3 separate regions of the Sus scrofa genome follow, and regions 1 and 2 are each linked to region 3. A link is a contact called in public HiChIP or PLAC-seq data. All regions are on one chromosome and are shown on one strand. The core of a region is the stretch at or near the end of the contact, and the rest is flanking DNA. Distances in the headings are between cores, read along the strand shown. Region 1 has its middle 190 kb from the start of PARD3B. Region 2 has its middle 240 kb from the start of PARD3B. Region 3 has its middle 150 kb from the start of ICOS.

Region 1 (3,443 bases), core at 319-2,818, 200 kb before region 3:
TATAGCCACCACCAGCCCAGCCCAGCCCATCCCTCACCCCCACCAAATCACCAAAGTCTTCAGTTCAACAGCTCCATTTGAACCTACAAACTTAATTTATTTTTCTCCTTTTAAACTGTCCTCACAGTTCTCATCCTGTACCCACCTCCTGGTCTCCTGCACTGCCCCCTGATAGTCTGAAATTCTGTCGCATCCCCATCACAGTGCTGCAGACACACTGGCCACGGCCCCTTTGCTGCTGCTGGGCCACGGGGGTGGGGGAGGTAGCTAGAGTCTCTTTGCCTGCCAAGTTGCCAGGGGCCAGGCTGGCAGTGACCACAAAACCCTTCCCTGGGGCCCTTCAGGAGACAGTGCTCCAGCAGACAGGGAGGCCTGGGCAGGCATCATTGAGCCCAGCGCGGCCTCATGTGCACGCCCCCTGGTTGCCCCTGCAGTCAGTTTCCTTCCCCTTTCTCCAGGGCTCTGGCGACGGGACTGAGAACTCGCAACGAAAGGATGCCTTCTGCCGCACAGTTCTCAGTTTAGATTCTTTACTGAGCGTACCTGCCCTTCCCATCCACCGACCACTCCTGATCCATTCATTGCCCACGGAGTGTGCTGCTCCATGGTGCCCTGCCTGTCCTATTCTCCGGCACTAGAAATGTCTCGGCCACGTGGTAAGGCAGTCAGTAAGGAAAATAGATAGGGAAGGCCCTGGAGCACGACTATGCATGGACCACTGTGCATTTCATATTTTAATTCATCTTTCATGCCACCTCCCAAATTTTATAGCTGAGAATCAGGAGTCTTACAAAACCTAAGTAACTAGCTCAACATCACACAGCTGTACATGGTGAGGACAGAATTGAAATCCAGGAGTTTAACTTCAAAGCCTTCCTCCACTATGCAGCACTACTTCCCTTGGAGTCGGGGTCCCTGTTTGAGACCTTCCTGCCTCTTTGTTGGGGAAATAAAGCTAATAATTCAGTTCAGTTATCAGGGAGACTTCTAGGAAGGGAGGAGTTAAGGGCTGAATACAGAATTATTTCATTTCTTCCAATCTTCCTCCTGGACTGGGGTTCAGGCATTTCTTCCCCATTCTGCCTCTAGATCAATCCAGCCAATCAGGAGCCTCCTCTCCCCTCCTCAAAGGCAAATACCAGCTTTCAGTTGTGGCTTCTTAGCACAAGACAGGATATAAACTCTGCAGCAAACCGCGTGCCCCAGGAACCAGCTGCAGGAATAGCGCCACCACCAAAAACTTCAACTGCCTGTCAATGGTTTCCTAAAAAATGGCTTCACTGAGACCCTGTCTCCTCCAGGTCAGCGGCTGCACGTCCATTCGTGGCTGCTAAAGGTCCCACTCCTGCACTCTCTTTCCTGCTCTGGAAAATGACACTGAAACCCTAATGAGCCTGGAGGAAGTCAACCAGACAGGAAGCAAACCCATTTGGGTGTGTGTGCTGGTGGAAGAGTTCTGGAAGACCAGTTCATCCCTGGGGAAGACTCCTGTTGGAGACAACTGTGTCCAGCTATTCTTCACCCTCTCTTTGGAGGGGGAGGCAAGTGGGGATTGATTTCCAAATGAACTTGAAGCCAAGAAGATAGGTAGGGTGTGGCTCAGAGAGGCTCCTTGACTGAGGCTAGTGGTGATGTAAGACGAGCTTTGGTCAGGATTTCCTGGGGCCAGGGCAGAGTTGAGGAACTTTATTTTTAGGTGGAATTGATATTTTTAGTGAAAGTTCAACAGTGTCTGTCTCCATTTTGGGGGGTGAGTTGGAGGGAGAAGGAATGATTTCCTGACGTTACTCATTTCCTCTCTGCTGGTGAAGAGATTTAGCTGTGCTCCTATGTCACAGGAAGAGCCTGGGGATGGTAAACACTGCTGACATAATGGGAACTTACACTGCTGGTGTGTCAGAGTACACACATCCCTTCCTGGCCCCTCGGCCAGGTGAGGGGCGATGCTTCCTGTTTTGGGCTCTAGGAGGAACTTTCAACTTCCGAGAGCTGCCCAGAGAATAAATCACAAGGACTGCTAGAGTAAGCAGCCAGGGCCACAGACACCAGAAAGTGATTTGGTGGCAAGAATTGTTGGCTGTGCCCTGGCAGCTCCCGGAACTGCTGAGTCATCGTGCCCCCTTATGAGCTATACACAGAAGCCAAGAGGGTTTGGCGCCAGTATCATAAATCAGTCCTTCTCTGGAGTTCCCTGGTGCCTCAGTGGTTTAAGGATCCAGCATTGTCACTGCCATATGCAGGTTCGATCCATGGCCCTGGAACTTGCACATACTTTGGGTGGGGCCAAAAAATGTAAAAAATACCATGCTGTACAGTAGAAAAAAAGTTGTATTGGGGAAATAACAATAGAAAAAAATTAAAAAAAAAAAAAAAGGAAACCACAAAATAAATAAATAAATAAATAAAGCAATCCTCCCTCTGGCTTGTTAGCCAGAGATGTCTTTAGTGCTCAGATCTCATCCATTCCTAACTATTCCTACTGCTTTTACCTCTGAAATCTCTTCTGATTCTGGTTGCTCCATTCTACCTCTGTGATGTCACCAACATCCACCATCTCTTGTGCAGATGAGTGAAATCATTGCTCTCCTGATGATGATCTCTTCCAGGAGGTTTCTCTTCCATGAGGTTTCTCCTCCACGGGGTCAGCCAGGGCAGCATTAGGAAACACACAGCAGCTTTGTCACTCTTTCCCTTTTCCCTTGTCCCTAGCAGACAGAGCTAATTGGTCATGGCACTTTCACTGCTAAGCCCAGACAGAGCTGACCACATAGTCTTTCTTAGCATTGTCCTTCCAGCTCTCATGACCGATCAGTTGGAACTGGCATTTGACATAAAGTCAATTTGCCAGCTTGGTGCTCACGTTATCTTCCTAAAAACGAAATCCAATTGTGTGTCTTCCCTGGTCTGAGACTTCTTCCATCTCTCTAGTGTCTTCAAAATGAATTAACTCCTTGGCAGAGCATGTGGGCCTTTCACATGTCACTTCTCCCCAGCTGTGGAGCCTCATCTTCTCGCCTCCCCTCCACCACCTTCCCCAGCCCCTGAATACAGGCCCCAGGACCTTCTTACTCGTTCCCAAATGCACGCTGCTTTTGCATGATTCTTGGCCTTGCACAAGTGTTCTTGCTTTCTATATTTTCCTTTTCCTTTTCTCTGCTATCCAAACTCTTACTGGTTTCCTCAAACCTCAATATTCTTCCTCTGTTATGTTTCCATGATTCTTCCAGGCAAAGTCTGTGTGCCCCATCTTCTGTGTTCTCATAGGCTTTTGTTTTAACCTCTATTAGAGCATTTGTTATTGTAAAATGTCATGTTTTATATACATTACAATTTGCTCAGGTTGTAATACAGCCAAGCATTGGTATCTGTGAGCCAAGAGTCCCCTGTATACAGAAAACCCCATTGTCATGTTCAAGTCCCATAGTTGGCCCTCCATATCTGCT
Region 2 (3,263 bases), core at 149-2,648, 140 kb before region 3:
GGTGGAACAAAGAAGGCTCTAGAAAGCACACGGGGAGGACGAAAGAAAAGTTTACTGGGGTAGGAAGAAACGGGCCTTTAATAGAAACACCCTTCTCTGTCCACGTTGCAGAAAGCTCCCTTGTTCTTTCAGGAATGCTTGGGTACCACAGGATGGGTGATCACCAAATGGCTTGTCTCCAGGCCCCGGATGTCATATGGAGGCAAGCCTATGAGGCCAGCAGCGGCCTCCCTGGGCTGCCGTGCGGTGGGCTGGCTCCATGAAGAACTCTTTGTTTTCTCTCTCAGGGACCACTACAGTGGCTCTGTGTTTTATTTTCAATTAAATTTCCACTAATCCTAAACTACAGAGAAACTTAGCTGCTGGGGCTCCCCTTTCCCCTCCCAAAGCAATACAGTCTGCAGAGGAAGCTTTTATGGTAAAAGCCCTGCCTGGTAGATGCTATAAAAGACCCATATGCCACCGGTTTGCCCACAAGGGTTTTCAAAAAGGTGCTCCGTTGAGCCCCAGACCCTGAGCTGCAAGGCGGCCTGTGAATAGTGCCTCTTGTTAGAGTGGTTGCTATAGCGAGCCCTTGTTTTTAATTCAACTGCACAGTAAATAATACTTTATACACGGGGGGGGGGTGGTCACGTCAGATCGCCTCTTCTTCCTTGGTCATAAAGGGGCATTTGAGGCTTTGAGGAATGGAACAGAGCACCTGCTTCCTCAGCTTATTTGGACTTCGACACTTCCCTTCCTTGCAGGGGTGTGGAGGTTTAATGCCTTCTGAACACTAGTATCAATGTAAACATCAGAGTTTATTCACATTTAAGAAAATAGCATTTTAAACAACCATGTCCCCTATTTGTTTGGAATGAACTCTAAGTGGGAAGTCACATTTCTACTCGCTAGCAGACCCTCTAAACTCTCCCCGCTCTGACTTTGAAGGGATGTTCCGTCACATTTATGGGGCTTTGGGGAAAAAACTGCAGCACCAAGAAACAGAAAATGTGGTCTAGGTAAGCCTCTCCATCACATGATAAATAGTTGACAGCTTTGGGAATATCTGATTGTTCTGGAAATGCAGAAAAATGGGAAGGAACGGAAAGAACTCTAGGGGGGATAGAAAAGGGGCGCCCCTCCTAGGAAAACACAGGCGGGGTCAGGAGCAGGACTCTTGAGGGGAACGAAAATCAAAGGAGCATAGAGGTTAATAAAATGGGGACATAGTCCTCTCTCCAGACACAGTCAGGTGAAAATTACTTATCACCTGCTGGAGTGGATGTGAGAAGGGCGGGTGACCAAGTGTGTGGCAGGGAGCATTTTGTGACGAAGGAGCGATGTACACGAAGCGCTGCAACAGGCGTGCTCTGGCTTCCTCGCGGAGCAGAAGCCGGGGCTCTGTCTCATTAGAGGACAGCAGCTGTTTCTCCCTATAATTAGCTCTCAGTTCCATAGTTCGCCCGGGTCCCTTCCACCTGGACCGCACGCACCATGGAAATTACAGAAGCACATGTTGTTTTTTTTCCGTAAATCACCTCCACTTACACACGTTGTTAAGCATCTAATAGAAAACAACCATACCTTCCCGGCTCCCTACCTCCTCGGAACGCTTTGTAAAAGCAAGCGGGGAGAGTCTGTTTTGATGGAGGCCCCCGGTTCCCATTTCTAACTCGCCTCTGTGCTCCACTGCTCCCCTGAAATAGGGAAGCTCTCCAGCGCGGTGCGCCAACCCTCCACGCGTCAGGCCATAAAATCTTCTTTCCAGCCACCTGCAGGATGATGGAGGGAAGTGGAGACCGAACTGAGAAAGGAGTGGGGGAAGGGGGAGAGCTCCAGCTGGCCGCTAAAGATGGTTTCCACAGAGTTTTTTTTTTGGGGGGGGGTAGGGGGAAGGGTGCAGAGTCCTGGGTCATTTCCTGCTAGGTCTGTACAGAGGGAGGGAGAGAATCCATAATCAGACTGTCTCGCAGTTCCATTAGTGTCAAAGCTCATTAGGAGCCCCGTCCACTCCCACTCTGCAGCAGTGGGCACACAAAAGAAAGACCCAGGCAAAGTCTGCAGAGGGCAGGGTCGCCCTTACAAGGTGGGGGCAGTGGGAAGGAGGGGTTGTAGAATTCCCCGCTGGTGATTAGAGTGGGGGTGGGGGGAAGTAGCTAGGCCCTCTGCAGGACTCTAATTTCTCTGCTGGCTGTTTTAGAGCATTGGCAGGGCCGCTTCCTTCCAGGGGCTAGGCTATGCACCTGGGTCATAATTCACAGAAGAAAATGATCAGCAATTTGCACCCTGTTCCTGAGACCAGCCAGGGAGGTAGACTATGCTTACTGCTGTCATCGTGTCCAGGTAGGGCAGGGAGAGAAGGATGGCCTGAGGTAGTTGCCTCAGGTGCAATGAATGGGAGAAACAGGTAGTTGACTAGTTGACTTCTAATATGTTGATTTGAATAGGGTCCTACGCACGCATTGGGTAAGGAAGCTTATGAAGGCCATGGAGGCCTGACAAAGTATAGTGGCATCATTACTGACACCAACTTGCGTTGTCATCACAGTATGTCATTCTGATTTTCTTCAAATCCAACTGCAGCCAGAAAGTGAATGCACTATAGGCAAGACTGATACGAGACGACTCTCTTGGGCTGTCGGGTTTGCTTTTTATGGCAGTTTTTTAAGATGTGAAAAGTTATCCACCCAAAAAGGATTTTAAAAATGTGTTGTCATTGAGTGTAATCTATACAAGATAAAACTGACCTATTCTAAATGTATAATTTGGTGAGTTTTGACAAATGTACATATACCTTTATGTAGTTATCACTTACAGTAATGGCCAGAACATTTTTTTCCTACCCTCGAAAGTTCCCTCTTGTCCCTTTGCAGTCTCCTTCCCTATTCCCCCTCATCCCCACCCCTGATAACCAATGATCTGATTTCTGTCATTATGATTTTGCCTTTTCTAGGGTTTTATATAAAAGGAACCATAGAGTATGTGGCCTTTTGAGTCTAGTCTCTTTCTGATTCTTCTCTATAGTCGTGTTGATCAGCAATCTGTTTCTTTGGGTTGCTGGGTAGTGTTTCATTGAAGGAATATACCACAATCTGTTTACCCGTTCGCCCACTGATGGATAGTCGGGCTACTTCCAGTTTGGGGTTATAATGAATAAACCTGCTCTGAGCATTCAAGTGCAAGTCTTTGTGGAGATATGTTTTCATTTCTCTTGCCCATCTTCCCCTCTGTTATCAAATAAGGAAATAAATAAAATCAGGTTTCTTTGACTGATCATCCAG
Region 3 (3,258 bases), core at 579-3,078:
TACATTAACAAACTAAAAATAGCCCCGAGTATTCCAGGGAAGGAATTATCAATATTTGGCTGTATATTCCTTGCTTTCTGGTTGTTAGGTTTGGTAGTTTGCCTATTTAGGGCATAGATAGATGAATCAATCTTAATAGTATAATCCCCAAATCATAATTGCTGCATTTTCACTTAGAACATGAGGAACTGAATCTGGTCACAGGACATCTTGCTTTAAGCACAGGCCTTAGTTCGCTTGTCCTGGAAAAGAGCCATTTAAGCACAGTTTGAAAATGAAGGCTTTGGGAAAGGGGCCCACACTGAACACATACTGTTTCAGCACAATCACTGCCCTTCCACAAATTCCATTCAGGACAATGTTGGCAGCTGAAGGAAGCCCTTCCTGCTGTCAGCTCATAACCCACACGTTCTTGTTACTGTGTATAAAGTCACTATGGTATATGGTGGTCCTCCGCTCTCTAGTATCTATTGCAATCTACCTTCATCCGGGCTCCTCTTTCACAGAGAGCCATGTGCATCAGAACAGTACATGGATGAATTTTGACGTCTTTATTCATCTTCTATTTATGGGATGAACATACAGTTAAAAGGTGGCTTGAGACCATCAAACCCATATCTAGCTATGATCTAAGTGGAATTTAACATAGGTCTCCTGAGGTGAAGGGAGAAATGAAGGAAAGAAATGAAGTGCCTGTTTCAATTTAATACTTTAGGCCTTTTTTTTTCCTTAAAAAAAAAAAAAAAAAAATCAAAAGACTGGGACCTTCCTTGGCCCCCTGAAGTTTTAGGGTTTCAGATGCTCGGGGATTCAATCTGTGCATTTTCTTGGCATCTGTTTTTTCCAGACCATATATTACCACTATAAAGTAGCCCGAACAGTGGGGTCCTCCCAACTGGGGGTCCACTTCAAAGGCAATGTTTGAAGTCCCCTGATGCTGGCGGTGGGTGAAAGGGCTGATTGTGATGCTACAGTTTATTAATTACTTTAAACTGAAAAATAAAAGCTAATTTTCTTCTAAATTTCTCAGCCTGTCCTCTTTGAGTTACTATCCTCCAATGTTTTGTCATACACGAGTAACTTTAGTTCCAAATATTGGTGTGAGTAATTATTTAAAGCCTTTTAATCTGGAGATATGGGCTGTCTTGCAAAAAGAAAAGTGCACTGCTGTTTTATCTATGTTTAGAAGCCAAAAAGTTTAGAAACCAAGAGAGAACAATCCACTCTCCCAGAGTTATACCATGAGGTGTGGGTGGATGAGGAAGAGAACCCAGATTTCTTACTCAATTTCATCGGGAACGGAAAATAGGAAAATTCTTTCCAAAACATTGGTGACTCTGGAATCCCCCTGAAATCTGAAGAAAAATGCCCCCCACCACTCTGCTTTCTCACAAACCAAACATTCCACTCAGTTTTACTTGCGATCAGTTATTTCACCCCGACCACAAGCCTGCTTTGTTGGGGACTTTTTCCCGAAATATTTTCTCAAAACTAAAGCAAGTCAACAGAGTTCTCTGTGGTGTGAAGCAAAAACAAAAACACCTCAAAGTTCATGCGTTGTCACCAGACAAAAATTTGCTAAGAACAAGCAGAAATGAGGAGTTAATGGATTCCATATGTGGCCACTAACCTAGGTTTATGAGATTTTTTCCAAGAGATTTCTGAAGAGATTCCTGCAGCACAAAACAAGATCAAACACCCGGTTTTCCTGTCACACAGGACAAGGAATGTTCAATCCATAGCTCCCCCTGCCTTTATCTCTGTAAACATGACAAGAAAATTTGGCTGCAGTATCAGCAAGGAGCCGACCACAACACGTGGTGCCCCAGAGCTGGACGCTTCCTGAGATGGAATCTGTTTCCTCACAGCACCAGTAGACCAGCCCTGGGAGCCCCTGGTACTAACTGAGACCTGCCTGGTACTAACTTCAATCTAGAAGGGATCCTGATCCACCAAAGGTGAGAACTGTGGAATTTCCTTCATCCAGTAAGGTTGCACACATCTGCAAAAAATAACCGTTTTTGTCAAATGTCAACCGGCTCCTTGAAGGTTCACACTTCATTCAGCAGACAGGGACGCATTTCCTCTGCACCTATTTTACTTCAGCAGCACATGGTTTCCGCCACCGTGGCCATGGCGACACCATTAGCTGAGCCGTCACCACATCAGGCCCAGGGTGGGGAGAAGATTTGCCGTTGTTCCTCATGTTTTTGTTGTCATTGTCAGAGTGGAGGCAAGGCATCTGTTGGGGTTAAACACGGTTTCCATTGCTATTGTCTCCTCTCCCCCTTTGTACGTCCTGAACTCTGAACTGCAGCAATGAGATCTCCACTTTTGTGAGTGGAATAGCTTCTGTGAGGAAATTCCAGCCGCTGGAATGTCCTGTGAGTTGCAGAGACGACCACAATAGTCTTGGAAAATTGTCTGCGGAGTGATAGCCAGGTCCCTCCTCCCTCCGACATGGAAATAGAATCCACCAGACACGTGGGAGAGGAGTGGATGGGAGCCAATCAGGAGGAGAGAGTGCTTGGCTGAGATGTCCGGCCTTGAAAAATGTATGCCTTGCGGTAAAGTGATGTCCTAGGACTTGAGCCCAAGAGTGTAAAAAGAGAAAGAGAACAGAAGCTGGTGGAGAAGGATGTGTGGATGAAATGTCCAGCCATGAAAAATATATGCTTTGGGGTCAAAGGATGTCCCCCCCCTTTCACCAAGAGCACACAAACCCAGAGAACCCTGGCAGCAGGGCCCCCAAGCAGTCGGAGAGGCACCCCACGTCTTAGAGCTGCCCTGTGACAGTGAGATGTGTCTACTTTGGACAGGTTCATGGCCATTGGAGCCACCTGAGGCCACTTGGGGAGAAAATGATCTGTAGAGATGACAGAGCATTTAGCTTGACATCTGACCACTGGAATCTCCAGGACTCTTGCTGGAAGGGGAGAGAGTAATTTTTTTTAGCATGACAGATAAGACATTCTGCCTTCCATGGATGCCCCACATCTGGGAAAGAAGCTAAAGTATTTAAATGGAGACATGTAAAGTCTTCAGCTTCTCTTCACCTCCTCCTACAAGATTCTTCTCAAATGAGAATGCCCTGCCTTTCTCCTAATTTTAGGCCGAGATGGGTAAGGGTGTAATCAATTGTAGAAGATTGCTTGGTTTTTATCTGATCAAAACCATAGGTCACCAAGAGCCTTCTAAGAGATTATGGGAAGCATTAATTGTAAAGCTGGACTGAGAGACTCATAAATAAACCCCAGG

Evidence for each region. HiChIP or PLAC-seq counts read pairs in DNA pulled down with a chosen protein or histone mark.
Region 1: an H3K27ac HiChIP or PLAC-seq map of skeletal muscle shows a contact between it and region 3, with 7 times the contacts expected there. The contact joins two enhancer-like sites. A contact is called at or near these places in 5 of 47 Hi-C or Micro-C datasets (embryonic fibroblasts, heart right ventricle, liver and 2 more) and 1 of 2 datasets of contacts at active chromatin or transcription factors (skeletal muscle).
Region 2: an H3K27ac HiChIP or PLAC-seq map of skeletal muscle shows a contact between it and region 3, with 3 times the contacts expected there. The contact joins two enhancer-like sites. A contact is called at or near these places in 4 of 47 Hi-C or Micro-C datasets (embryonic fibroblasts and heart right ventricle) and 1 of 2 datasets of contacts at active chromatin or transcription factors (skeletal muscle).

Annotation. Positions count from the first base shown.
Region 1 is chr15:107,688,701-107,692,143 of Sscrofa11.1, reverse strand. No RefSeq gene overlaps it. Among named protein-coding and RNA genes, the nearest start is that of PARD3B, 190 kb to the left of the region's middle. Within about 2 kb of position 1,568, at least 12 of the 83 cell types and tissues checked have an H3K27ac peak or open chromatin away from gene starts, as enhancers often do.
Region 2 is chr15:107,637,881-107,641,143 of Sscrofa11.1, reverse strand. No RefSeq gene overlaps it. Among named protein-coding and RNA genes, the nearest start is that of PARD3B, 240 kb to the left of the region's middle. Within about 2 kb of position 1,398, at least 2 of the 83 cell types and tissues checked have an H3K27ac peak or open chromatin away from gene starts, as enhancers often do. A contact at or near this core is called in skeletal muscle, where this site is marked.
Region 3 is chr15:107,493,986-107,497,243 of Sscrofa11.1, reverse strand. No RefSeq gene overlaps it. Among named protein-coding and RNA genes, the nearest start is that of ICOS, 150 kb to the right of the region's middle. Within about 2 kb of position 1,828, at least 14 of the 83 cell types and tissues checked have an H3K27ac peak or open chromatin away from gene starts, as enhancers often do. A contact at or near this core is called in skeletal muscle, where this site is marked.